Regions from separate parts of the Bos taurus genome. Here region 2 is linked to region 1. The links are chromatin contacts, called in public Hi-C maps. All regions are on one chromosome and are shown on one strand. The core of a region is the stretch at or near the end of the contact, and the rest is flanking DNA. Distances in the headings are between cores, read along the strand shown.

Region 1 (7,316 bases), core at 2,990-5,489:
TTCCCTAGTCGGTTTCCTTTGACCTGCTCTATATTTCTGGGATAGACTGACGGTGGATAAGTAAATCGACTAGTCATTTTGTTGAAACCATGTTTTGTTATGATGGATGTCGAGAAATTTGATAAATATCCTAGTGGTGAAGAGCCTGGAGCTTGACTGTGAAGTCTAATTTAACTTTCATCTTACTGTGCCCCCTGCCAGTCATCCAAAGTAGGCATTAGACTGCGTTTTGGCATTGAGATCCTGCAAATTGATGTGTTTATTCTGAAAGACTGAGATTGGATTTTTCCCTTTGCTTATTTTTAGTGCCTTTTCCTTTTAAAACCCAAAGGCAAAAGAATGTAGAGTAGAAATAAGTATAATAACACAGATGGTAAAGTCATGGGCTGGACTGGAGATTAACTTATCCTCCTGCGTTTCCTCTCCTGCATGTGCACACACGGCTTTGTAGCTGAGAAAATTATACTCAGACAGAAACTATAACTTGTATGTGATCAGAAAACTTGGTTAGTAGCAGAGTCAGGACCGACTGGAGTCTTAGAGGCTTAACCTCCTCTTAGTGGTTTTAGGTATCCTGTGCTATTATCAGACTTGAGTCTTTGCTGGTTTGTGTAGATACGTCTTAAAAGCACACATTTTCTTGTCTATTCTGTGACTCTTTCTTTCTTTTTTTTTCCCCATTTTTAAAGATGATATCTTCTCCTCTGGTATCCAGACTAAGACAACCAAATCAAAAAGTCGATCTTCACAGAAAGTGACTGAATCGAGATCTGGACAGAAGGTTTCCAACATATTTGATGATCCCTTGAATGCCTTTGGAGGCCAGTAGAGTGTACAGGGTATCTTTCAGCTACATCCTTGAGTTAATGATGCTTTCTTCTGTGCTCCTTAACTGAATTATAGAAAACAAATACTGAAACAACTTGCTCACCTCTTGCCCAGCATACTTAATATTTTTCTGTACTGGTTTTAAAATCATGCTTAATTCTGCAAACAAAAATAAATGTTTCACAGTGTTACTATTTTTTAAAACCATATTTTGATTAGCCTTGGTGGGGCCATGGGTTTAGGGTCTATTAGAGAAGAAACCTGTTTGTGCCTTTCATAGGTGGGTAGAGACTCCCAGAGGAAGCAAATGCCTGACATGACCAGAAGTCTTCCCTAAATAAATGGGAGCCCTAACTTAGAGCCTGGGCACTAGATAGAAGAAGAGGATGAGAGATTATACACTTCACGTGTCTTTGTGCTAGGAGAGCAGGTTTCCTCGCATTCCACTGAATTTTGAAGAGACCTTACAGGTCTGCTACAGTGAGTTGGCAAACTACAGTCCTCTACAGTTTGTTTATTTATTTATTTCTGAAAATAGAGTTTTACTGGGAGGCAGTCATACCCATTCATTTCTCTGGGAGTTGGTGATGGACAGGGAGTCCTGGCATGCTGCGGTCCATGGGGTCACGAAGAGTCAGACCCAGCTGAGCAACGGAACTGATGGCTGTTGCACCCGTAGTAGGTAAACGCCAGAGCTGACGGCCGCGTCAGAGACTGGACGGCTGAGTCCACGGTGTGTCCTTTGTGGCCCTTTACAGAAGCAGTTTGCTGACGTTGTCATAATGCATCCGTCTCCACTCCTTGGAGCTTTGCATTATTTTTTGAAAGCAGCGGAATGAACCCAGATAATGGTAGGGAGAAATGCTGAGGATGGGAATGTCGGCTTCTAGAGTACCACTGTTCCGTAGAACTCCACATTGATGGGAATTTTCTGTAACTGTTGTCCCCTGTGGATGGCGGATACTTCTAGTCTCTTTTCCTGTGTGGTGCTCTCTCGCTTACGAGTATTCAGTCCGTAACGTGGTGCAATCTTGTAAGCAGACCCAGTTGGCTTCACCCATTCTGAAGCCACTAACTTCTTTCTTTCTTGGATACTTTATAAAGTTGAATTGAGAATTGTTTATTCTCAGGAGATTTTGTATAGCTGTCACAGATCAGCTGTTCGTCCTGCTCTGCCGAGAGAGTGACCCAGATGGTACATACTAGTTTGCTGTTCCTTTTCCCTACCCATGTAATGCATCTTCCTTCTGTGCCTTAGGGTATTTGTATTCAGAGCTACTTGTATGCTCTTGAGTCAGAGCCCAATGTGGGATCTTCCTCACTCAGTAAGCATTTGTTAGACATGTGTTTCTTTTGGAATGATAAAATCTACTGACCCACCATTAGGACTGATTCCAGGGAATTCAAGAGACAGTAAAGTTAGAAAATATGCAAATTGCTATTTTGAGATGCTTGAAAGGGAGAGGGAACTTAACACTCACTGGTTCAATGGTTGGCACTATTCCTGTTTTCAAGTGGTAAAGAATTGATCTTCCAGTGCAGGAGACCCGAGAGGTGTGGGTTTGATCCCTGGGTTGGGAAGATCCCCTGGAGGAGGAGATAGCAACCTGTTCCAGTATTCTTGCTTGGAAAATTCCAGGTACAGAGGAGCCTGGGTGGCTACAGTCCATGGGGTTGCAAAGAGTTGGACCTGGCTGAGCATGCACACACACACATACAGTCTCCATAACTCTACCAGATACAGATATTGCCCTCATTTCACAGATGAGGCAAAATGTGGAAGCAAAGTAACATAGTGGAACAAGTTTGGAGTTTTGTGTTGAGGCCTAGATTTAAATCTGCCACTTAGAACTGTTTTGAGTGTAGGCAACTTGTTTTACCTTAGTTATTTCCTTCTTTGTCATTCATGTAGGGGCCTCAGTACCAACCTTGCAGGATTGTTAAGAGAGAGAATATGCAAAGATCTTCATTAATTATCTGGCACTTGAAACTTGGTAGATGATGATGATAATGAATTGGCTTCCAGTGTTGGAACCCAAGGCTTTTTTTTTTTTTTTAATTGGAGGCTAATTACAATATTGTGGTGCTGGTTGCCATACATTGACATCAGCTCATTCACCTGACTCTAGCTTGTTCTCTCAGTTCTCCTGACTGGGAGGGGAGGCAGGCAGGTTTGGAAGCTAAGGTTTGATTCAGTAAGATTCACTCCATCATAGGCTGTCTACAAAGATAATAATCTTATCTTGTTCCTCAAGGAGCTCCAATCTACTCAGAATTTAAGAAGGAATCATTGGCGAGACAGCCTGAAGATGTGTGAAAGCCCCAGTACCTCCTCATAAACTTCAGTGTATTTTCAATTTTCTGAATTGTGGAGATAAATTGGTGGGTAGGTTCTCAGAGAATGTGAAAGGATGGGTGACAAGGATTAGATACTGCAGTTCATTTTAGACTGGTTCCTCTGAGTCACAAGATAAGGATTAGTAAAAGCTTCTGTGAGAGGGAGACTACTTTTATTGTCAACTAACTAATCCAACTAGTAAAACAATAGGCCAGGATAGTAGGAAAACTGTAAGGGTTGGATTTAGAACACCTATGGGAAATGAGAAAAAGCAGCAATGGAGGCCATGTCAGGCTGAAAGGCTTGTGTTGTCCGTTATGGTGTACACTAAGCTCAACAGCTTGACAATTAGAAAACAGAAGGGGCTGGCCGGTTGGGCATACCCAACACTGCAGTTTAACAACCCGAAGTACCCACTCAATTTCAACTCCACACAATTCTCGGTAGGTTGGATGAGGAAAAAATGGGTAAGACCTACAGAACGTGTTTTCTTTCCCCCTTGCTTTCAACCAGGCATGGCAATGGCCCCACATTTCAGATAAGGTAGGCAGGACTAGAAACATTAGGGGACAGTGAAGTGCGTGGAGAAGCATCCATTCAAGGCATGGCTCCTGGGCCGCAGTGGAAGTGCACAGGTTCTTGGAAGACCATCGACTGGGACTATGGCTTCAGCAAGTCAGGCACCTCTAAGAGCGCCTTAGGTTGGTCTTGGTAAAGGTGCTGTCCACACCCTCGTCCGGCCACAGGCCAACCCTGTTGTTCCCAGAAGGCTGTGCGACTGGTCTCCTGCCGCCCGCTTTGGCCCTCGTCAGGCGGCCACTGTTAGTAATAAAGAACATCCGGGCTTCTCCTAACCGACAACCACCACCGAACGCGAAGGCAGCCTGGGCTTCCGAGCAACCGCCGGCATCCGGCGGTCAGGTCCCGCCCCCGACCCCACTGATTGGAGGGCGACGCGAGCGTTGGCGAGCGATTGGTACGCGGTGTCACAAAGGGGCGGGGTCGCGGCGGCGGCGGCGGAGCGTTGCTCGTCGGTGCCTGCAGCAGCGTCGCTCGTGGGGCGGCGCCTCCTTAAAGACCTGCGGGCGGGCGAGCGAGTGGAAGAGAGCCGGTGAGGGCGAGCGGCCGGATGGGGAGGGCGCCCAGGGTCGCGGGCCGCTGAGTCGGGCCGCGCTGTTGCCGCTGGCCTCTTGGCTGCGCCCCCTCCGCCGCCGCTGCCCCGAGACCGGCACGGTGGGCTGCTTTGGCGGAGGAGACTGTCTCCACTTTCCGCTCCCCCGCGGGCGCGACGCGGGGTGCCCGCCCCGCCGGACGGGTGCTTCCCTGCGAGTCGCCGATTCTGACGCGGAGCCTGACCTCTGCGGTCCTGATCGGGCCAGTGCGTGTGCGTAGCCGGAGTTTATCCTGGAGGAGCACGGGCTGCGCAGGTGACTCCGTCCTCTTCAAATGTCTGTACTTTGAAGGCTCGAGAAGGCTTTGGCTCCGAAGAGCTTCCCAATTCCGCTGGAAAACTGATTTCAGAGCTTAGGGTACAGATGCGTGACGTGGTGGATGTAATTCTGAAGCATATATTTAAAACTTACGGATATTTCCAGACATTAGTAAAAACAGTTCATTAAAAGTTGGTATATTTAAGGGCTGCGTAATATGCTGGATCTCTTCATGTCGGGAGAAGAGTTTAAAAGAACTGCTTTTATATGACTAATACTCTTTAGAACAGAGAGGATAAAGCTGATTTTGAGTTACTGAAATTAGTTATTCAGCACGGTCCTGCGTTACCTGTCTTTCATTTCCCTTACATCTGTGGTGATTGTATTTTAAGAACTTTTTCAGAGGACAAGAGAGAAATGTTTGCTGTCATTACTCTTAATAGCTAAGCATTTTTTAAAAATTATTGGTAAAAATTCTGGAAGTAATTTCCCCCCCCCGCTGCATTCGTCCTTTCTTCCTCCTCTAATGTTTTTTTCTTTTTTAAGCTGTCCTTGTATCCTGTTCCATCCTGTTTTTGATTCTTCATTGCCCCTCATTTTCCAGCATCTTAGGGTTCCATAGTAAGCTCAGTCTAGCATATTCAGCCACAACTTTCAGAAGGTGTCCTGATGCAGTGATTTCTACTACTGAGGAAAGGTATAATTATTTCTTAGAGGCATACATTTCAGTTTCGAATTTGATTACCAATCTTGCTTCTTTTTGGATGTTGGAAATTACTGCATGATTAGGACCTAGATTTGTGGCAGTGCCCTAGTACCAGGAATGCTCGTCTTAAGTCGCTGTTTTTTCTTTAGACCATAATTACTGTATCCATTCTCACTGTAGATGAAGGGCTTCCAAACTTGTCTTTATGTTACCTTCTCCCATCTCCCACCCCTTGTTTTATTATATTCAGGGTATTGCTGTGGAAGTCTACTGTGGTGAAAGAAATGCTTTTTATGTTTGTCTCTGAATTCTTTGGGCAGGCACTGGTCACCCATGGCTTTATTTTTCTAATGCTCAGTTTAATATTCTGACCCCTGACCTCTCTTACTAGATCTCTCACTGTGTAGATAAAAGTGCTCTTGGCTTTGAGGGTACAGACACTGATAATTCTGTAGTATGTTCTTATTTGATATAGCATGGTAAGTATGTTCTTACGAATCCACATTCTATCCAAAATCATATTTTGAATCCAAAAACAGTCATTTCAGTGAGATGGAAAAAGGGGTTAGGGGTTCATTTTATACATTCATTATTTCTACAGGCCTGTGAAGATATTAAGGAAATGAGAAACACAGCCTGAGCAATATAGCCATATATTTGGCTTTTACGTGAAAGTAACGGTCTTTTACCACTATCGCCAGCAGTAGTATTAGCACAATACTTTGTGTTATTAGGACTTCCCTGGTGGCTCAGACTGTAAAGCGTTGGCCTACGATGCGGGAGACCCGGGTTCAATCCCTGGGTCAGGAAGATACCCTGGAGAAGGAAATGGCAACCCACTCCAGTACTCTTGCTTGGAAAATCCCATGGACGGAGGATCCTGGTAGGCTATGGTCCATGGGGTCGCAAAGAGTTGGACACGACTAAGCCACTTCGCTTTCACTTTGTGTTATTATATTTATTACTCATTATTTTGATAGTATAACAGCACTTGAAGCAGCTTGCTGCCAGCAAAAGCTTTTCTTTCATCATATCTTCAGGACCTTTTGCAGTATATGCACAATGCAATTCAGGTTCCCTGGTTAGTTAATTATATTAAATATACTTCATTATATTAAATATGGGCCAGAATACTGGAGTGGGTAGCCTATCTCTTCTCCAGAGGATTTTCCCAAACCAGGGATCGAACCAGGGTCTCCTGAATTGCAGGTGGATTCTTTACCAGCTGAGCCACAAGGGAAGCCCTGTATTATAGTTTTGCTCTAAAAATCAGTTGAGAGGGTGAAAATTTATTTACTTTCTCATTCAACAACCTTTTAATGTGCACCAATATGTACAAAATACTGTTTTAGGTGATGGGGCAGTAAATCCTTCCCTTAAGTAGCAAAAAAGCCATTTTAAAAATGAAACTGATTGTAATGGGTGCACTGTATTATGGAGGTCAGAGTGTGAAGGGGAGTAACCATAAAAGGTTTTGTGGACTAGCTACTATTTGAGTTGAGTCTTGAAAGGTCATAGGTGCTTGTCAAGTGGCCAGGTGTGGGGATGGCAGTGAGGAGAGGAGAGCAGGAGCAACGATATAGAGACCAATGTATTCTGAAGCTGCAGGTGCAAATGATTATTGGAGAGAATGCCCGAGGTATTGCAGGACGGGATGAGCTATGTGTATAAATGAAGTAGGGCTTGGGAGCCTTTCTAAGGAGTCAAATTTGTAGACAGTGGGAACCCATTGTGGGGCCTTGAGCTAAGGAATAACGTGATCAGTTCTACATTTTAAAAAGATAACCGTGCTCTACATTGCATGTTATTAGCGAAATGCAAATTAAAGCAGTGAAATACCATTCCATTCAGTTCAGTTCAGTCGCTCAGTTGTGTCCGACTCTGCCACCCCATGAATTGCAGCACGCCAGGCCTCCCGTTACATGCCTGTTAGAATGGTCGGAATCCAGATCACTGACAACATCAAAAGCTCATGAGGAAGTAGAGCAGTAGGAGCTATTCATTGCTGGTGGGA
Region 2 (7,316 bases), core at 3,489-5,988, 180 kb after region 1:
TGTTTGGTGTTGAAGCAGTTCTTGAAAGATCACTCGGACTTAGAGGGAAAGTGAAGGAGTCTAAAGGGCTCGCATTGTCTCCAGAGGAAAGCACCCACCTAAAGGTGGGCGAGCATTTCAGAGAAGGACGAAGGCTGAAACTAAGTGTATCTTAGGAACTCAGGGGAGTGTTTTAGGAGGGAAACCAAGTGAAGATACGCTATCACACCGCAGCAGAAAGCAGTCTAGATGTTAGAGAAGGCAGGCCCAAGCTACTTAAAAAAAAATGCTCTTCCCCACAAAAGCCTTATCATTTATCAGGTACCTTACTCCATCCTGATCCCTCGAGCGAGTCTTAGGGCACTGTGGCCAATACAGGTGGTCCCCAAGGCTCTGCTTTCAGCTTGTCCTGCATAGAACCGTCTGGAAAGGCTGTGGCTGGGGCCAACAGGGCATGTGCAGTGCTCACACTCGTTTTTTTCTCTACCTTTTTGTGCTTTCTGCTGATTCGGAAACCAGTAAATGAAAAAGAAAATCTGGCTATTTGGAGTAAATCAATGAGCTCCTAGAGGAGATGGGACTGGGACAGACTGCTTGTGCCAGGAACTCTTAGCATCGATTTCACGGTGTTGCTGCCAAAGTAGCAGAGGACCAAAGAGTGAGCGCCCGCCGCCATCACCTCCACTCCATAGTGCCTGCCCATCTGCTAGCGTGCTGTGGTGCCATCCGCCCCCTCTTCCCCTCACTCACGCCAGTCAGCAGCTCACGGAAACAAAAGCGTGCCACCCGGGTCTTGGCCCAACATGCTGTTTTCATCTGGACCAAAACCATAAAATCTTTTTATCAAGCCAGTGAATGCCTGCTTGCAGGAATAAGCAGCCAGGGGGACCGGATTGCTGGTGGTGATTCATAGATCATCTCGATCCCGGCTTCTCTTCATTGCATAGAAAGTTGGCTGTCGACAGAATACCAGAGCCTGGTACCTGGTTGAAGCCACGTGGTTTAAAGGGAATGACTCAGTGTCTGGGGAAATTCATCTAGCTTGGGTGAGGGGTAGTGGGGAGGGAAGCCAGTCTTACCATCAACAAAGCTCTCACCCCAGGGTAGCCCCTGAGGCCTGGGAGCCTGAGCCTCACGTCTGTGTGCTGTCTTTTCAGTGGGAGAAGCTGCAGATGACGTCCAGCGAGCGCAGGAAGATCATGTGCTCCGTGACCTTCCACGTCATTGCCATCACCTGTGTGGTCTGGTCCTTGTACGTGCTCATCGACCGCACTGCTGAGGAGATCAGGCAGGGGCAGGCAACAGGTACGTGGTCAGAACGAAAGGCGTGCCCAGCCAGGGTATCCTGAATGGCACAGTGGATCTTAGGATTGGGGTATTACTCCAGGTTGATTTCCAAGTCTGACCTCCAATGTCTGGGCTTCTGGAGGGAGGTATCCATTATGACGCACCGTACGTCCTTTTTGGATGTTTCTTGTGCTGTGGTGGTACTTTGTATAACCCAGTCGGGATTTCCCTGGCAATTCAGTGGTTAAGACTTTGCCTTCCAATGCAGGGGGCACAGGTTCGATCCCTGGTCAGGGAGCTAAGATCCTGCATGCCTTGTGGCCAGGAAGCAAAACATAAAGTAGAAACAGTATTGTAACAAATTCAATAAAAAGTCTTTAGAAATGGTTCATATTAAAAAAAAAAAATCTTTTAAAAAAAGGAAAAAAAAAAAAAACCCCAGTCAGGAGAGATCGAATCATGGAGAGAATTCCACGAATGCCCCTGGAAGCACAGGATGACAGGGCCTGGACGAGCTCGTCCATGCCTCCTCCACAAAACTGCATTTGATGAGTTAAGAATCTGCGGCTAGGACAGGTTCAGAAACTGTGTTTTATTTATTTCACATCTTAAATAAGGTCTGAAAGTGAAAGTGAAGTTGCTCAGTCGTGTCTGACTCTTTGCGACCCCGTGGACTGCAGCCTACCAGGCTCCTCTGTCCATGGGGTTTTCCAGGCAACAGTACTGGAGTGGATTGCCATTTCCTTCTCCAGGGGATCTTCCCAAACCAGGGATTGAACCCGGGTCTCCCGCATTGTAGGCAGACGCTTCACCGTCTGAGCCACCAGGGTGCTGATAGGCTAATCGGGTTTTTTCCCTTCCAGGAATCCTAGAGTGGCCCTTTTGGACTAAGTTGGTGGTTGTGGCCATTGGTTTTACCGGTGGACTTCTATTCATGTATGTTCAGTGCAAAGTGTACGTACAGTTATGGAGGAGACTCAAGGCTTATAACAGAGTAATCTATGTCCAAAACTGTCCAGAAACAAGCAAAAGGAACATTTTTGAAAAACCTGCACTACCAGAGCCCAACTTTGAAAGTAAAGATGGACGTGGAGTCTGTCATTCCGATACGAACTCTTCTTGTTGCACAGAGCCTGAAGACACTGGAGCAGAGATCATTCACGTCTGATGGCGCGGAGGCTGTAGCTCCTGGACAGCTGAGAACAGCTGAGGGAAATTGTTTACTGCCACTGTATGCATTTTCTTACGTCCTTTAATAGCTTAGGCTGGGCAGGTGACTATTTTTAATGGCTTCTCTTTTTTCTAAACCCTCCTTAGTGACTCTCCTGGAAAACCCTCATGTCAGCTGTGCCCGGCTGGGTTCTGCTTCTGCCAGCGAGTCTACAGGAAGGGAGGGTGGACGAGCCTGTGGCCCCATGATGGGGTGCTGGCTGGGTTCTGGCTCGTAGCCTTGAGCAGGATGAGAGAGCAAGATGCCAGAGCTGAGGGGAGAATGGGAGCAGGCGGCACCTAGCCCTGCCGCACCTCTTCTGGTCGGCAGGCCCCACCTCCCGCCCACTAGCTGAACTGTTGGGGAGGACCAGCCCTGCGGAGAGGCTTCTCCACCACTAAACAGGGCCCGGGGAGGCTGCCACTGCCACAGTTCCCAAGCAGACGGGCCGTGGTGCTCTGTGCGTGGTGGTGAGTGATTCACTAAGCAAAGCAAAGCACTTTACAAAAAGAGAATCTTTATTTTGTGATATGTGTGTCACGCAGGATTGACATTTGAAAGGACGTCTCATTTAGAAACCTTCCTTTCGTGACCCTGATTGTCTCCTTCACACTGTAATAGATCTGAAGCCCTTTTTGCCTTATATATGCTAAGAAATGTGATTCTACTCTGTGTCCATAAAAGGGACTTGTAAAGCAGAACAAACAGGTCGGAGGCATTTTTCGTAACATTTTGTGGGATGAATGGATGGTAAATGGCAGGCAGTTTGAGCGTAATCTTGTGGTTTTAAGCCTGTTTTATGACAAGTCTTCATGTCACAGGGCTGCCCTAAACGTTTCTTTTTTTTTGTCAGTCCTGAAGAAGAAGGGTTCATGAGATCCAAATGAAAGGAAGTTGAGGTATCAGAACAAAACGGAGTATTTAAAACCTATTCCTTTACAGACAGAGCTCTCCGGTTTGTGCTGACTTCACACTGAAGAAGCAGGCATGTGTCGCCCAGCTGGGGCGCGCGCTGAAGGTGCTTTCAGGGGCCTGTGCTCCTGGCACCTTCCGTGGGCCGCTGCCCGGGGCAGAGAGGCAGATGGGCTGCCTCTGGCTGAGGGCCAGGACTGAGCAGAGACTGCCACGGCCCACCGCGTCCCGCTCCCAGCCACAGCCCTGCCCATTTGCCGCCTTAACTGGGCTGAACCCCTGGCCCTGCTCTCAGTCCATTCTGTTGTTAGGGATTATCTCCTGTACCATTTTTTCATAAAACCAAAATCACTACCATCAAATGGCCTTTGTACCTTTAAAAAGGTCTGCTTAAAATTCTGTTTTTAAAGACCAGTTTCATCATACCAGGCAAAAGAGAGTCAACTCCAGAAAAACAGCCCAGGGAGTTCTGCAGTGTGAGATGAGTGTGCCCAGGCACTTACTCTCCGGGCAGCTCTCTGGATGTCTTGTGTGGAGGCCCCGGGTCCTGCCCTCCATCCTCTGAGCCTCAGGTGTTTGATCCAGCCTGTCAAGAGTAAGGAGCAAACAGAAGACGATTCCTCTGCATTTCAGCGTGAAATGGTTTGTTTTGAAAGCCTCGGGGGAGGGCTTTGCCCTGCCATGGCTCCTCTGGCCTGGCAGGTGCTATCCAGCCATAGCTCACCCTGGAAATAGGTCCGCTCGCCCTCTCCGCCTCCCAGGCCACATCCAGCGCGTGCCTGTGCTCACTGTGCCCCAAAGTGCAATTACCTACGCCCCCTCCCAGCCTGGGGACACCAAATAGCTACAGACAGTCTGCTCAGGAGAGCCACATCCCAGGTCTGCCTTGCCGGTGCCCTTTAGGAACTGCCCGGGCAAGGCCCCTTGTCCCTCTTGATGGCAGGTGAGTCGTCAGGGAATACTGGATTTCTGAGTGGGCACCATTCCCCTTCCCACAGTGGAGCTCCCTGTGCTGTCCCTGAAAAGCACGGAGACTTCTGATAGAGAGGAGAGTGTGCTCAGGTGGGGGTGGCCCCAGGACATCCCAGCCAGTGTGGCTGGTGCCCCACCTGTGGCAGAGGTGGCTTCATAACCAGCACCGTTACGTTGCTCCCATGGCCCACCCAGGCTCTCACGGGAAGCGCGCTTACACCATCCCGTCACCTCCAGCCAAGCTCCTAAAGGCCTCTGCCTGTGGATGGTCAGCCCCACGTTCTCTTTTTCTTTCCTGGGTTGGCACACACACAGCTTACCCATTGCCGTTTTCTGCCCTCACAGGGTCTGTTGACCACCTTTGACCCCCAACTAATCCCCACCCCCGCCCGCAGGGACCGACCCTGAGGTGCGAGGCCGGTGAAGCGGCGCTGTGCTGCCACCTAGTGGGGCTGTGGATCTGCCGGGCGTTGCTTTGAAGAGTTAATCATTCCCCATTTCTTCATCGTTTGGCACCTGACTGAACAAAGCATAGAAACGCGGGGTAAGCTTGCAGGTCTCAGGGCCCGGAGGGCTGGAATCTGAACGCCAGGCGAGGGGGAGAGGGAAGCAGCCTGGGGCGTCGCCAGCCAACCGTCTCTGACTCGGCCTCTGCTTCCCCTCAGACTGTAGTTCCACTGGAGCACTTTTGTGGCCGAGTTTAAAATCTCACTGAAAATTATAAAAGGTGGCTTCATCCTCCAGACCTGTACGGTCTCTTGCTTTTTTTTTTTGCTTCGGTCCACTCTTTTCAATCTTATGGGTCCAGTTTCAAAACCTGCAGCTGTGCCCTAACCTAGCTACAGACATACAGGCCCGGGCAGCTGGGCAGGTCCGAAAGCCTCGTGTAGAGCTGCCCCCCTGACCGGTGGTCGGCCCGGGAGCCGGAGGAGGCTGGGGCACACAGGATAAAGGTCCACGATGGCGTGGATTTCGCCTGACGCAAACACACTTTTGAGATACTTTCTCTCTTGCATCTGATCTGAAGTTTGCAGCTTCTGTCTCTAGCCCAAGGAAAGACTGAAACATAGGGAAACAAAAGCGTCTGTCTTTGTTTTGAAAGTAATGAAACTGTGCAACTCATCACCTATTCAGATGCAATGTTTGTAGGATGTTGATTGTTAATAAAGACCAGATTTACACTGGCATACGTGGTGTGGTTTCTAACAGGCACTTCACACTTGAAGTTTTCCTCGACTTGGAAACTTTCTAGTTATCTAAATGTCTAGTTTTGTATCATTTTGTGTATGGTCACTGTTTCTCAGTATTACTGCTTGAATAATTCTCTGTATGGGTGGGGGGGTGTTTGTACTATACACGGAGTGTCTAATTGCAGCAATAAAGCATTTCTTTAAAAAGGAGCTTTGCCACGCAAGTGTTTTCCTGCCAGGAAGCTGGGAATATTGGCAGGCACTCCAGTGGTCTGATCCCCTTTCTGGGTTCCTCTGGCTTCCGTATCAGAGAAGGTCATGCAGCCTCGGTCTGTCCCTGTGAGGGAGGCTGGATCCACCAGATGCTGGCAGTCAGTGGGGAGGAGGAGTAGGTTCTGGAGAGTGTGTGAGCATGGGAGCGAAAGCTGAAGTCATTCTCACAAATGTGCGTGTTCCAAATATCCAGACTCTACTTGGACTCACCGCACTGAGGAGAGCCAGACTCAAGTTCAGGGTGTGTATGGCACCATGACCATTGAAGTGGTCCATGGCTTAACTAGCCTCATTTTGTCAAATCATTGACTGATGCAGTCCAGCAGAGTGAGGAAGTGCGGCAGGGCAGGCAGCATTGCTGGTGATAGCTGAGCCTAGCTGTACTTCCTGGCTCCTGGTGAAAGGTTGTTGCTGAACCACAAAAGACGCCAGGATTCTTGGCCTCCGGAGGAGAAGAATTCAATCCAGGGCCAGAGACGGGGCTTCATCGCTCAGAGATTTTGTGTATGTTAAAGTATAAAATACAGAAAGCTTCTGACATAGGCATCAGAAGGGGGCAGAAAGAGTACCCCCCTGCTAGTCTTTAGCTGGATGTTATATAGCTACTAGCAGTCTGCTAATTAAAGAAAGGAAATGTCTCAAAACTCAGAGAATGGCACCAGGTGAGTCATCGGTTCAGTCGCTCAGTCGTGTCTGACTCTCTGCGACCCCATGAATCGAAGCACGCCAGGCTTCCCTGTCGATCACTAACTCCTGGAGTTCACTCAAACTCATGTCCATCGAGTCAGTGATGCCATCCAGCCATCTCATCCTCTGTCGTCCCCTTCTCCTCCTGCCCCCAATCCCTCCCAGCATCAGAGTCTTTTCCAATGAGTCAGCTCTTCACATGAGGTGGCCAAAGTACTGGAGTTTCAGTTTTAGCATCATTCCTTCCAAAGAAATCCCAGGGCTGATTTTCAGGATGGAACTGGTTGGATCTCCTTGCAGTCCAAGGGACTCTCAAGAGTCTTCTCCAACACCACAGTTCAAAAGCATCAGTTCTTCGGCACTCAGCTTTCTTCACAGTCCAACTCTCACATCCATGACCACTGGAAAAACCATAGCCTGGACTAGACAGACTTTTGTTGGCAAAGGAATGTCTCTGCTTTTGAATATGCTGTCTAGGTTGGTCATAACTTTCCTTCCAAGGAGTAAGCGTCTTTTAATTTCATGGCTGCAGTCACCATCTGCAGTGATTTTGGAGCCCCCCAAAATAAAGTCTGACACTGTTTCCACAGTTTCCCCATCTATTTGCCATGAAGTGATGGGACCAGATGCCATGATCTTAGTTTTCTGAATGTTGAGCTTGAAGCCAACTTTTTCACACTCCTCTTTCACTTTCATCAAGAGGCTTTTTAGTTCCTCTTCACTTTCTGCCAAAAGGGTGGTGTCATCTGCATATCTGAGGTTATTGATATTTCTCCTGGCAATCTTGATTCCAGCTTGTGCTTCTT

What was found. A called contact is a pair of places that touch in the nucleus more often than the background predicts.
Region 2: a Hi-C map of liver shows a contact between it and region 1, with 13 times the contacts expected there. The contact joins the enhancer-like site here to the promoter of ZFAND4 in region 1. A contact is called at or near these places in 2 of 11 Hi-C or Micro-C datasets (liver and skin fibroblasts).

What each region holds. Positions count from the first base shown.
Region 1 is chr28:44,156,792-44,164,107 of ARS-UCD2.0, forward strand. ZFAND4 (zinc finger AN1-type containing 4) reads left to right here and starts at 4,240. Exons shown (of 8, transcript XM_059882726.1): 1 at 4,240-4,277. WASHC2A (WASH complex subunit 2A) reads left to right here. Exons shown (of 32, transcript NM_001205767.2): 32 at 690-1,028. The coding sequence ends at 829.
Region 2 is chr28:44,333,418-44,340,733 of ARS-UCD2.0, forward strand. It overlaps MARCHF8 (membrane associated ring-CH-type finger 8), which reads left to right. Exons shown (of 7, transcript NM_001076232.1): 6 at 1,137-1,284; 7 at 2,130-5,760. The coding sequence ends at 2,434. Among named protein-coding and RNA genes, the nearest start is that of ALOX5, 55 kb to the right of the region's middle. Within about 2 kb of position 4,739, at least 10 of the 102 cell types and tissues checked have an H3K27ac peak or open chromatin away from gene starts, as enhancers often do. A contact at or near this core is called in liver and skin fibroblasts, where this site is marked.